Linked DNA regions of Pan troglodytes: region 2 is linked to region 1. A link is a contact called in public Hi-C data. All regions are on one chromosome and are shown on one strand. The core of a region is the stretch at or near the end of the contact, and the rest is flanking DNA. Distances in the headings are between cores, read along the strand shown.

Evidence for each region. Hi-C and Micro-C count contacts between places; a contact is called where the count stands out from the background.
Region 2: a Hi-C map of stem cell-derived neural progenitor cells shows a contact between it and region 1, with 4 times the contacts expected there. The contact joins the promoter of AKIP1 here to the promoter of RPL27A in region 1. A contact is called at or near these places in 1 of 7 Hi-C or Micro-C datasets (stem cell-derived neural progenitor cells) and 1 of 1 datasets of contacts at active chromatin or transcription factors (stem cell-derived excitatory neurons).

What each region holds. Positions count from the first base shown.
Region 1 is chr9:12,823,390-12,830,147 of NHGRI_mPanTro3-v2.0_pri, reverse strand. It overlaps RPL27A (ribosomal protein L27a), which reads right to left and starts at 4,308. Exons shown (of 5, transcript NM_001034084.1): 1 at 4,284-4,308; 2 at 3,835-3,898; 3 at 3,022-3,097; 4 at 2,212-2,386; 5 at 1,258-1,426. The coding sequence starts at 4,286. The coding sequence ends at 1,298. LOC112204892 (small nucleolar RNA SNORA3/SNORA45 family) reads right to left here and starts at 2,876; the gene lies at 2,747-2,876. LOC112204891 (small nucleolar RNA SNORA3/SNORA45 family) reads right to left here and starts at 1,665; the gene lies at 1,535-1,665.
Region 2 is chr9:13,054,072-13,060,829 of NHGRI_mPanTro3-v2.0_pri, reverse strand. It overlaps AKIP1 (A-kinase interacting protein 1), which reads right to left and starts at 4,153. Exons shown (of 3, transcript XM_024346965.3): 1 at 3,932-4,153; 2 at 656-760. The coding sequence starts at 4,153. It overlaps DENND2B (DENN domain containing 2B), which reads left to right and starts at 4,396. Exons shown (of 22, transcript XM_063782749.1): 1 at 4,396-4,481.

The sequences.
Region 1 (6,758 bases), core at 3,059-5,558:
ATTTGTAAACATGAATTGGTCACCATCAGTTTTCCAATAGCAAGAGACACAAATCCTAGAAAAACTTATTTCAATTTCCAGCCTTCAGGATTTCCAAATTTTCCCAATACATTTCAGACTAGAAGAAAAATTAACTATTTCAAACCCAATTTGACATACAGAAAAGCCCTGGCATACTGAAATTTCAGATTGCTGGACCCCCATCTCGAGATTTTGATTCATCACATTCTGGATGTAACAATAATTTGGATCAAGATTAAGGAGCCATGGCCGGGCGCAGTGGCTCACACTATAATCCCAGAACTTTTGGAGGCCGATGTGGGCAGATCACTTGAGGTTAGGAGTTAGAGACCAGCATGGCCAACATGGTGAAACCCCATCTCTACTGAAAATACAAAAATTAGCTGGGCATGGTGGTGGGCGCCTGTAATCCCAGTTAGTCAGGAAGCTGAGGCAGGAGAATCGCTTAACCTGGGAGGCGGAGGCTGCAGTGAGCCGAGATCGTGCCATTGCACTCCAGCCTGGCAAGAGAGACTCCGTTTAAAAAAAAAAAAAAGGCCGGGCGCGGTGGCTCACGCTTGTAATCCCAGCACTTTGGGAGGCCGAGGTGGGCGGATCACGAGGTCAGGAGATCGAGACCATCCTGGCTAACACAGTGAAACCCCGTCTCTACTAAAAATACAAAAAATTAGCCGGGCGTGGTAGCGGGCGCCTGTAGTCCCAGCTACTCGGGAGGCTGAGGCAGGAGAATGGCGTGAACCCGGGAGGCGGAGCTTGCAGTGAGCCGAGATCGCGCCACTGCACTCCAGCCTGGGCGACAGAGCAAGACTCCGTCTCAAAAAAAAAAAAAAAAAAAAAAAGGATGAGGGGGCCACGTGGAAAAACCTTGGGCCGAGGACTTAAGTCCTAAAGGACCATCTCATTCCTATCACACTGCCCCTCTTTAGAATGTGACCCATCAAAATGGAATCTTTCCTTTTGAGCCCTGTTGAACAATTAGGGTACATTCTCTCATTCACTGTAAAATTCAGAGTACAATACATGCAGGCCTTTCAGTGTTCAACAGGTATTATTCTGACTTTATAAACAGAAATGTTTAACTGGCCAACGTCTGTGTTGGTCTTACGTTTACCATATACTTTGAGGGAAGTCAGCAGAGGACCCCATGTCTTCATACCCTAAGTACTAGAACCTGGGCTCCCAATGCACACAGGATGTAGAGGTGCCACTGAAGAACCTACACTCACACCTCAAGGAAAAAGTAGTTAGCATTTAATGAAACTCCCTCCATGTGGCTTCAAGCCACCAGGACACAGGCCCCCCCAACACTCTTAATCTTCTCCTCAGCTCTTCTGCTGAAGAATTTGGCCTTCACGATGACAGGCTGCTTTGGGAGCTTTCCCTTTCCCAGAACTTTGTAGTAGCCCTAGAAGAACAGAGAAAAAAGTTTACAATACACTGTAGTAGGTACCAACTGCGTGATGGGCATGAGGAAAGACTGCCAACCCACTTTCTAAATCCCTAGGCAGGGTATGTATGTTTCTGATCTGGGCACTAACGGGGGCACCGACTGCCCCCACCAGTGAATCAAGACCAGTAGATTCTCTTCGAGTACTCTAGCACACCAGGACAAGAGTTGTGTCAGGATGTGACTCTAGTCTCGGCAAAGCATAAGCCTCCTCCTGCTCAAATACCCCCTGCTAAGCAAAAGAAGACAACCACCTTCCTGACCACCAGAACTACTCAATGGACATTAAATAGGCTGGGAAGTGAATTTAAAGCGTCCCTAGGGTTCTGGCCTCTTAACACTACCTCTGTATTCATGAGAGTTAAGACTGACACAGGGACCAGAACCCCCGCAAGGACAGACATAATACATCTGTTTTGGGGGAAAATCTCTTCAGATAATGCATGGCACTGAGTATCAATGGAACATATTAGGATTCTATTATCTGGAGAACATGAAGGGCCAAGAGCTGTGCTCGGTGAAAACCAGCTATAGTTCAAGCACGAAATGCAAACCTGATACAACCTGGGCAGTGACAGTAGGCACTGCTACGGATAGGGAACTACCTATGATAATTCTACCACAGGAAGAATATCAATGTCTGGTAGGTAACTGGGAAGTACAGATTATATAAGTGGATTAGATTAAGCCAGAGTTTTGTAAGGGAAGGTATGGAAGTATAGAAAAACATCCAATTAACTTACCGATCGCACCACATCAATGATGGGAGCAGCCCCAGTCTTGTTTTTAGCAGCATTCACCCGTGTCTGTTCACTGACCAAAGTCCACAATTTGTCAAGGTTGACAGTTGGGCAGAAGCTCTGGTTCCTCTTTAAGTGGTAATGCTTCATACCAACTTTCCCAAAGTAGCCTGGGTGGCTAGGAAGAGATAACAACCACCTTCATACACACTCCAATTAAGATGCTATGTTTATCATCTTTATAGTTACCACCCCCTATTACAGTGTAAATTATTCACTGGTGTAGAGCAGTGTCAGGCATATGATACATCTGTTGACTTAAACAACTGTTTTAAAACCACCAAAGACTATCATGAGGAAAAGGCTAGTCTTATTTCCTGGAACCAGGATAAACCACCGACAATGTCAGAGGCAGGGCCGAGACTAAAATTCAAGTTACATAACAGCACTCTATGGAAAATCTACATACTCCTATAATAAACGTCTTCTGAATAGCCAAAATTTATCATCCACTAGTTTGTGGGTAGGTGAATGTGAAGCATGTCTCTAACCTGGTGACTGACTGTGCCATAAGGCCCACAGCCAGTGAATAAGGTCAGCAGTTACTCTCCGAGGACTCTAGCACACTCAGGCAATAGCCGATACCCAAGCGTGACTCTAGCCTCGATGACAGGTTCTCAGTTCACACCAAGTGTTAACTTGGTAAAAAACAGCAATAGGCAAGGCTTGCTTCTGAACTTTTTGTTTAAGCCAGCCCTCTCTCTGCCCCTACCTCCCAAGCTGTGTCAATAAAAGCAGTCCAAGGACACTTACTATTTGTCGAAGTTGATCCGGTGGTGATGCAGACCACCAGCATTACCGCGGCCGCCGGGGTGCTTCCGGTGCTTGCCTGCAGGAATACAAAGCTACGTGGGGCCGGTGTGATGGCTCATGCCTGTAATCCCAGCACTTTAGGAGGACGAGGGGGGTAGATCACCTGAGGTCAGGAGTTCGAGACCAGCCTGGCCAACACGGAGAAACCCCCGACTCTACTAAAAATAGAAAAAGAATTAGCCGGGCGTCGTGGCGCACACCTGTAATATCAGCTACTCGGGAGGCTGAGGCAGGAGAATCGCTTGAGCCCGGCAGGCAGGGGTTGCAGTGAGCCGAGATTTCGCCACTGCACTCCAGCCTGGGCGACAGTGATCAGTCTCACACACACAAAAAAGCTACATGCACCACACAGCCTTCTCATGCATCTCAATACTTCCTCGCACAAAAGCAGAGTGTTTCCCAGACTTCTGTGTCCCGCTTACGCTGTTCCCACCCTACCGATGCCGGTTTTCAGCAATGCGATTACTTTAGGATTCCGGGTGAAACATCTTTTCAGGTTCCACATCACAGCATTCCCACAGTACTCCATGTCTTCAACTAACCCAATACCGTGCCTGCTCAATTCCTATTACCCCACTGATGTGAAATTCCTTAGAAATGGAATACTAGAGGATCCTCAGAAAAAAATCAACAGCTGTCCAACTTGACCACAAAAAGGTCTTATTCTAACCCACTTATAGGCTACCGATCTCCAGCCTAGCTAAGCACCCGAAGAGAGCCCAAGGCCCACCCCGAGGGGAAGCCGGCACTTACCTATGCGGCCGTGGCCGTGGCTCACGTGGCCCCTAAGTTTCCGGGTCTTCCTCAGTCTGGATGGCTGTTTGGAAAAAGCTTGGTGGTAAGGCCTAAGGAATTAGGGGCAGGGGGCGATGCCTGCCAGCTGAGATGGTCCTGTAAGCCTGTGGGTCAAAGACCTAACTTCTGGAGCGTTTGGGAAAGTTGAGGGTACCGATCGGCTCAGGGCCGTGAGGTCTCACCACGGTAGCGCAGGGGCCCGCGTGTCCTAGAGATCCGAACCGCGGGCCTAACACACGGCTCCGGGAGCCCCGCCCCGGGCCCGCGCCGGCCACCCTGCCCTGCAGGCGGCCATGCGCAGCCTGGAAGCCCCGACCATGGTAGACAGTGGATGACTAGGGGCAATGGGAATACAGCTTAGGGGTCTCCGCCGGCAAGGAAGAGGAGGCAAGAAACCAAACACCTACCATGTTGGCAGCCCAGACGAAAAAGGAAGGCCTTCGCCAAGTCTCGCGAGGTATCGGCCACGGGGGCGGGGGCAAAACGCCTCACTTCCGGTCACAGAGGCCGGGCTTCGGGCGGGGCCTCTTGGTCTCGCGGGATTGCGCGCCTGCTAGTCGCTTCCTCTTTCTGAGGGTGGTGATCCCCCATCACGGAGTGTCCTGGTGGCGGTGTACGGTTTCGGTGAGGCTCGCTGTGCTAGGCTCGGAGGGCGAGAACTGTTGAAGAATCGGGGCTAGGTGTGCTGTACTGCACGCCGCCCGTGCTTGCTTGAGCCAGGCCCTTTTCTGGCGCCTTGGTCAGGGAACCGCCTAAGCCGACCCTAAGGGCCTCGGTGTCTGAGCTCCTCACCAAATGCGCCAGCCCTGAGCCGCCCCGCGCGCCTCCACAGTTCTTAGTGGTCTGCCCCGGGCTGGTGATAGTGGCTACTGGTTTGTCTCCCGGCCGCAGTGCGGAACCGCGAGGCCCTCTTTAATCCTCAGTGTGCCCACCTGGTGTCTCGCTCGGTTTCCTGAAGCTCGGGCGGCTCCCGAAATGCCTTCTCCCGCTCTCACACTTCTGAGTGGGCACTGCAGCTTCCTTTCTCTTTTGCCCTTTTGCTATCATTTGGTTGTCCTCTCAAGTTTGAGCAACTTAAATTGCTTCAGGGACTTACATGCCTGGTTGCTTTATGGTCCTTTTAATGCAGATGTTGTAAATACTTTTTCTAAATGCCACATTTAGGCCAGGCGCGGTGGCTCACACCTGTAGTCCCAACACTTTGGGAGGTCGAGGCGGGAGGATTTCTTGAGGCGAGTAGTTCAACACCAGCCTGGGCAACATAGTGAGACCCTCGTCTCCACATACAAAAGTAAATAAGTAAAAATAAATGCTATTTTTGAATTTTCTCCAGAATCTACATAACACGCCTGTGACCCTTTCCTGGACACAATGCAGACAGTTGCTCGCTTCCCCACCTGTACCACCACACAATCTAGTATAACCCTTATGTAACTTATTGACCTACGTTTGTCTTCCCTACTAGACCTAATTCCTTATGTGGTCAAGGACTGTTTTTTTTAATCCACACTCAACTAGTGATTGTTGAGTGAATAAATGAACTTACCCTCACCTCCCTGTCTTCGCTAATAGCAGCGTGTCTTCGCTCTTAAGTCGGTTCCTTCAACCAGTGTTCAAGATCCCATCCCCTCGCTAGTCTATTAATAGATCCCATGGGAAAAAGGAAATACATTTTTAAAATCCCATCCCCTCAGTTATTCTCTGTGTGTATGTGTGAGCGTGTATTTATTTATTTTTCTTTGTCTTGCCCCCTTCAGCTAAAATATATTTTAGCTAAAATATCCAAAATTCTGGCCGGGCGTGGTGGCTTACTTTTGTAATCCCAGCACTTTGGAAGGCCGAGGCGGGCGGATCACGAGGTCAGGAGATCGAGACCATCCTGGCTAACACGGTGAAACCCCGTCTCTACTAAAAATACAAAAAATTAGATGGGCGTGGTGGTGGGCGCCTGTAATCCCAGCTACTCTGGAGGCTGAGGCAGGAGAATGGCGTGAACCCGGAAGGCGGAGCTTGTAGTGAACCGAGATCGCGCCACTGCACTGCAGCCTGGGCGACAGAACGAGACTCCGTCTCAAAAAAAAAAAAAAAAAAAAAAAATCCAAAATTCTCCCATGTCATTGCCCTTACAGCCAAGCTCCCCAAAAGAGTAGTCTACAAATCCTGCCCATTTGCACCTTCCCATCCATTGTTCGCTGCAGTCTAGCTCACAGCCTGTGACTTCAGTGAAGTTGCTCTTACTAATGTCATTAATGAACGAATTGCCAAATTGGACTCTTCCTATTCTTCATATCACTTGTTCTTTCTGTTGTACTTTAATCTGTTGGCGTCTTTTTCTAGAAAAAGTCTTGCCTTCCTCCTACTCTGGTCACTTTTCAGTCTTCTTTTCAGGTTCTTCCATCCAGCGTTGTCCACCATTTGAATGTTGATGTTCCTCAGCCTTCTGTCCTTGTCCTTATCTTTTCACAGTACATGGTCTTCTTGGGTGGCTTCAATTCACATCCTTATTGCTGAGCTCCACACCCATATGGTCACTTAATTACTGGTTAGTATTCCTTGGACATTCTACAGACAAAGTAAACATATCCAAAGAACTCAATCTGCACTGCTCACTGGTGCCTTCTCCTTTATTCTCTATCTTGGTGAGTGGCACCATTGTCCACCTAGATAATGAAAATTGTCCCCAAGCCTTCTCTTCTTCTACTACACTGTCACCCTATCCTTTTGTTTCTGTATCTCCCCAATGTGCTTCCTCTGTTTAAGCCTTAGTGCCCCTGCCTTCATTCAGGCCCCCATCATATCTCTTAACTGGAGTTTACAACACCTTCCTTTGTTCACTCTGCCTGCATTCTAACCCTCCTCCAATTTCTGTATCCTTCACACCT
Region 2 (6,758 bases), core at 2,904-5,403, 230 kb before region 1:
TTCCCCCAGCCTGGGCAACATAGAAAAACCCCATCTCTATTAAAAACATTAAAAATTAGCTGGGTGTGGTGGCATGTGCCTGTAGTCCCAGCTACTTGGGAGGTTCAGGTGGGAGGATCACCTGCCCAGGAAGTCAAGGCTGCAGTAAGCCATGATTGCTCCACTGCACTCTAGCCTGGGTGACAGAGTAAGACCCTGTCTCAAAAAAAAAAAAAAAAAGAAAAAAAAGAAAAAAAAATCCTATCCCTAGATGTAGAAGAGGATATTTGGAGCTCTTTTAAAAAAAAAATAGAGAAAGGGTCTATGTTGCCCAGGATAGAATGCAGGGGATAGTCACAGGGGCGATCATTGCATACACCACATTCCAGGCTTGGCAGCTTTTTTCTTTAAACCTGCCCGAGAATCCCATGGCCCAGGACTGCAGGTTCAACTAAAGATCCTACAGTGGCATCAATCTTATATTTTTGACAACCTCCTATTTCATGTTCATTGCTGTAAGTTCTCTAAGGCTATGAATTTACACATTTCTGTTAAGCACTGTAATGCCAAGTCACACAGGCATCCAGTGACACAAAGTCTAGCAGGGGCTCTTGAATATAGGGTGTCATATCTTGGTAGACTGAAGGCATGGTGCAGGACAGTTGAGTACACTTACCTGACCATTCCCTATGTCCAAGCACATGTGCAGCTTCGACTCGCCTCTGTGGTAACGATAGACATGGGTTGCCCCTCCTTCCTCTGGCACAGATGAATAATATTTCTAGAGACGTAATGTCAAAGATGTTAGCTAACCAAATTGTCTTGTCAAATTTTCAAAAAACCCTGATATTTGGGCAAAGTGCAGTTAAACAGGGAGGCAAGAGAGCAAAGGTGAATTACCTGCCCTCTTGACAGGCCTCTGAAGTCATGCAACAAACCTTAGCCCACCCAAAGTGGCTGCAGAGAAAGAAATGCATTTGGCATCCCCGTGCTGCCACCTGCTGCCTCCATAGGGCAAGAACCCTGGCTAACTAAAGGTGGGCAGGACCATGCTCTCTGCCAGGTTAAACAAATTTCACATCTTTGCCCCCATGTCCAATGCACATATCCTTTCATTTCCTCCCCTAAAAAATGTGGATGAACAGTTCCATGTTTATTGTCTAAGTCTCAGACAAGGACACAGGAAAAGAGGGGTACATTTTCCTGAGATTTAGAAACACAGCAGGAAATGAAACAAACCCAAGAGCTGCTCTGCAGCCCTTTTCTCTGTGCTTCCTGTGCGTGGGGGAGTGGAGGGAGAAGTCTCTAATTTAAGAAGAGTCTTCCGAAAGATCGGAAAACAGTTACATTTCTCTTGTCTGCTTCCTTCCTCCCCCTCAAAGTTAGCCTTAGACTTGCCCTTGATAATGACTAATGATGAGGACATCACAGCCCTGCTTGTTTTGAACACAGGGTAGGGACACTGTCTAAAAAACATGTGACCAGAAGAATGAGAAGCTGGGGAAAGCACTTGAGGACACAGACCTAAAGATGTGTTTTAGTGGCTGCTTCAAACTGTGGAGGCAAACCCAGTACACAATTCTTAATTCTATCTCTAGAAAGCCAAGAGGTTCTGAGGCTCCATTTCATAACAGAGACTTGAACTGAAGCATGAACTGAAAACCAAAATGAAGAACAGCAATTTGCTAAACCTCAAACCAAAGACAAATATTATTCCTTTTGCTGAACCATGAACCAAGGGTTTAATCACTTTACAGTAGAGTTGAAGCTATTGATTTTTGTAAAACCACTGAACAACACAAATAAGATAAAAATATTCCCTGAAGTATTCCTCTTTGGTTGGAATCCTATTCTTGGAGTCAGGGATTCTTATAAAAGATGTAGAAAGATTAGAGTTTTTTGAGATCTTAACATATGAAACTGAAAAGCAGGGCAGAAACAAGGTATTCTCTTCCATCTCCTTTGTGGATCAGCCTCCTTACAACCATGTAGGACTCACGAAGTGTTAAGACTGCATGAGGCCAGAGTCTGCTGTAATTCCTAGAAGACAGTGCCTTCCATGCAGGTAATTTCCTTGAATGTTTTCTGGCCTGCCCTCAACATTCCCTAAGTATCGAAAGATGACTTGGCTGGGTATGGTGGCTCAAGCCTGTAATCCCAGCACTTTGGGAGGCCAAGATGCACGGATCCCTCGAGGTCAGGGGTTCGAGAGCAGCCTGGCCAACATGGTGAAGCCCTGTCTCTACTAAAAATACAAAAATTAGCCAGGCATGGTGGCATGTGCCTGTAGTCCCAGCTACTCGGGAGGCTGAGGCAGGAGAATCGCTTGAACCAGGAGGCCAGGAGGTAGGGGTTGCAGTGAGCCGAGACTGAGCCACTGCACTCTAGCCTGGGTGATGGAGTGAGACTCTGTCTCAATTGAAAAAAAAAAAAAAAAAAAGGTCGGGCACGGTGGCTCACACCTGTAATCCCAGCACTTTGGGAGGCTGAGGCGGGCAGATCACGAGGTCAGGAGATGGAGACCATCCTGGGTAACACAGTGAAACCCCGTCTCTACTAAAAATACAAAAAAAAAAAATTAGCTGGGCGTGGTGGTGGGCGCCTGTAGTCCCAGCTACTAGGGAGGCTGAGGCAGGAGAATGGTGTGAACCCAGGAGGGAGAGCTTGCAGTGAGCCGAGATCGCACCACTGCACTCCAGCCTGCGCCACAGAGCAAGCCTCTGTCTCAAAAAAAAAAAAAAAAAAAAAAAAAAAGTTAAAAAAACCCCCTAATATTTAACTTATTTGCTATGAAATTCGGCAAATAAGCTATTTTCCCCCCACTAGACTGAAAGATCACTGAGGGCAGAAGACCTTTTCTGACTTTTCATTGCTATATTGTCAGCTACAGGGTTAGGCATTCAATAAACATTTATTGGGTGAATTCTAACTTGGATTTACCCCCTGGTTTAAGTCCTTGACTGATTACAATCTGACCGTGAAGGCTGGGCAGGAGAAACAGGTAGTCTCCAGATTCTCCGTAAATTCCAGAAAGATCCAAATGTGGTCCATCAGCAGGTGATGGGGCATAGCTTTGGTTCACACCAACTTACCCCACACTGACTTGAAGTATAGTCCATGAATTCAGCCATTGTTCTGAAGGAAGCACTAAGGGTTGGGGGTCTCTCTTCTCTCTATTTGAATAAATGGCACGTCACAGGTTAGCTCTAGGATTCCCTGCTGGAGAATGAAGCCATTTTGGAAATAGTCTCCTTTTTACTTTTGGAAAGGCTCTGCAAGTTTATGTCAGAAAGAACGATGTTATTGAGAAAGAATTCCAACTCTAAAAGATAGACATGCAATTTATCCAGGATCTAAGAGGCAGGTTTGCAGGCTTTCCTCTATTATCAGATGATAGCTGTAAGATTTTTTTTTTTTTTTTTTGACACGGAGGTTTCGCTCTTGTTGCCCAGGCTGGAGTGCAATGGCGCGATCTCGGCTCACCGCGACCTCCGCCTCCCGGGTTCAAGCGATTCTCCTGCCTCAGCCTCCCTAGTACCTGGGATTACAGACATGCGCCACCACGCCCGGCTAATTTTGTATTTTTAGTAGAGATGGGATTTCTCCATGTTGGTCAGGCTGCTTTCGAACTCCCGACCTCAGGTGATCCGCCCGCCTCGGCCTCCCAAAGTGCTGGGATTGCAGGCATGAGCCACCGCGCCCGGCTAAATTTTTTTTTTTTTTTTTTAAGTAACCAACCAGGGCTGAACACTACCGTTATTCTACAGCTACCCAACAAGAATCTGTCAAATGTAAAGCGTTTTGAAAGGACTTTTCCATTCATTGTTCTGATCCTTTCCAGCTTCCGCTAAGGGGAGGTTTCCTCAGCTGCTTCTGCGCTGCGCACCCCTGGCTCCCAGCGGGCTACCGCGGCGCGAAGGACTGGGGCGGCCCCCGGCACAGCGACCCTCACCTCTCCTGGGAGAACGCGCTGCGGGCCGGCTGCCGGCTGTTTCTCTAGGTGGGGCGCCTCCCGGGCAAGGACCCCCATGCAGCCTTTGGGACGCTCCAGGGCATGCCAGTCCACCGCCCTCCTCTTGGCCCTCTCCAGCACTTCTAGAGCCAGCCTTGCTGAACGCTGCAGGGAACGTCGGTCCACCCCATTCAGCGCTGCGGCCGCTAAACAGTTGTCCATGGCTCCCTGAGTGGGCACACAACGTACAAACGCCGGCGGGTCACCTGGGCCGCGGCGACCCTGCTCCAAATCCGGGTGGGAGCCCCAGCCTCGACCTCCCTGGAGACCACCGCTCCTGGTCCGCCCCCAACGCACACTCCAGCGGGAGCCCAGCCAGGACGAGGCCTAGCGCGCCCGCCCCTTCCATTTTCATCTACCCCTTCCGCTACCTAGGGAGCCCCCTCACCCGGCTCACTCGTCAAGGCGCATGCGCGCAACGCTATCCTAGGAAGAGGGACCAGGCCTAGCGCTCCCGGCGGCGCCGGCGCAGCTGGGCCATTGGCGGAAGGTGGGAGAGGCGGGAGAGGCGGGAGAGGCGGGAGAGGCGGGAGAGGCGGGAGAGGCGGGAGAGGCGGGAGAGGCGGGAGAGGCGGGGCGGCCAAACACGCCTTCTGCGTCCCAGCCTTGGCGTCTGCGCGCGAGTTGCCTGGTTAACTGCTGAGCGCTGGAGGCGGGGCGCCGGGCGCTGGGGGCCGGGGGTCGGGGGTCGGGGGCTGGGGGCTGAGGACTGAGTCGAGCCAGCAGCCCAGGGCATCTGTCCACGCTGTCGGAGGAGCCTCTGGGCGTGGGGCTGGCCCTTAGAGGGCTACTGCGCTGCTTAACTTGGTGGGTATAAAGGCAGGTCTCCTGTTGAGCTAAAAAATTATGGGGTACCAGCTAGGTAGGCAACATAGCGAGAACCCGTGTACACACACACACACACACACACACACACACACACACACTAGCCAGGAGTGGTTATGGGGTACCAGCTAGGTAGGCAACATAGCGACAACCCGTGTCCACACACACACACAGTAGGAGGAGTGGTGGCGCGCATCTGTAGTCCCAGCTACTCGGGAGGGTCGAGGTGGGAGGATCGCTTGAACCCGGGAAGCGGAGGTTGCAGTGAGACGAGATCGCGCCACTGCACTCCAGCCTGGGCGACAGAGGAAGACTTCGTCTCAAAACAAAAACATCATGGGGAATAAGGCAAGTGCCTCCCGCGCCTCTTTCTGCTTGGTCTACATTTTGGGGTGTCGCTACTCTTGTTTGAGGAGGTGATTAGGCCAAACTGTGTGGCTGCCAAGGTGGCCTTTGGAGAAGGGAACAGCTCGGGATTGAGGCGAGACGGAGGCGGGGCTGTCTGCAGATGTTCCTGGCCCCCGGGGCAGGGGGCGCCTGAGAAGTTGTAGGGTCTCTCATAATCCCTCAGCGCAGCTCTCTCTCCCCTCCAGTGGGAAGTACGGATTCACACATTTTTGGAGACCTGTTCTCTTGGGGTCTGACTCCATCTTTTAGGAAGACTGCACCATGTTTAAGGAACTGTGAATGCTTACTTAAACCATGTTTAAGTAAGGACCTGTCACTCCACTCCGCTGGTTATTTGGTAGGAGATACAGCCCAGGCTCTCACTGCTAATTAGTGACTCAGCCGCACCACCCAGCGCAAAGCAAAGCGCCGATGCTTAGGAAGGTCCCCTTTGAGGGACACGCTCAGTGGGGGTCACTTTAAGGAACACAAAGAAATCCTCCTTTAAGTCTCCTCTGTGGTTCATGAAAAAGGAGAGAAACTCCATCCTCACCTAGTCTCAACAGATGGCTTGCTGAGCAATTATCAGGTACCAGGTAGCCGAGCAATACGACCTCCTTCTATGCTACTTAACTTTTGCAAATTTCCTGCTTTCCCCTTATAAAAAAGAATAACAGTGAGTGAAACCCTACATTATTCTTGAGATGATTTTTTTTTTCATTTTATTGGTATTCCAAAACATTGCCTTCAATAAGGGTTTATCAAGTGCCTCCTTTAGAACGTAGTGGTTATACGTGCATGGGGTCCTGTATATCCACTCGGGGGAGCTGGTTTGAATTCTGGCTCTGCCATCTTTTTTTTTTCCATTTCTTCTCCTTCTCCTTCTCCTTCTTCTTCCTCCTCCTCCTCCTCCTTCTTCCTCTTCCTCTTCTTCTTTCTTCTTCTTCTTCTTTTTTGTTTAATAAAGAAACGAGGGTATCACCCTGTCAGCCAGGCTGAAGTGCAGTGGCACGATCTCGGCTCACTGCAGCCTCGACCTCCTGGGCTCAAGCGATCCTCTTCTTCAGCCACCACGCCCCGCACATTTTTTAAATGTTTCGTAGAGACAGGGTCTCCCTATGTTGCCCAGGCTCTCTGCCACTTTTTTGCTCTGTGGTTCTGGGCAAACATATTACTTCTTTGAGCCTCACTTTTCCTCATCTCTATATCTGGGGATTCCAATAGTACTAACTTCTTTAGACTGAGCTTCTTGAGGGAAGCGACTGTATCTGTAGTGTTTAGAGTTTAAGGTGCATCTAGTATTTACTATTTTGTCTGTCACAGTAAGGACTAAAAATAGCCCTTGAATGTGTGAATTGGGTTGCCATTAGGATTCTGTGAGATAATTCCTGTAAAATGCTCAGCACAGTGCCCGGCAAAGATAAGTGCTCCATAGACTTAGCTAGCATTAGTATGTGCCAGACACTGCCCTAGGAGTTGTGGAGAACAGAATGTGGATCAGACTAAAGGAGAATAAAAAAGAGGAAAGAATGCGCATAAAATCTATAATACCAAG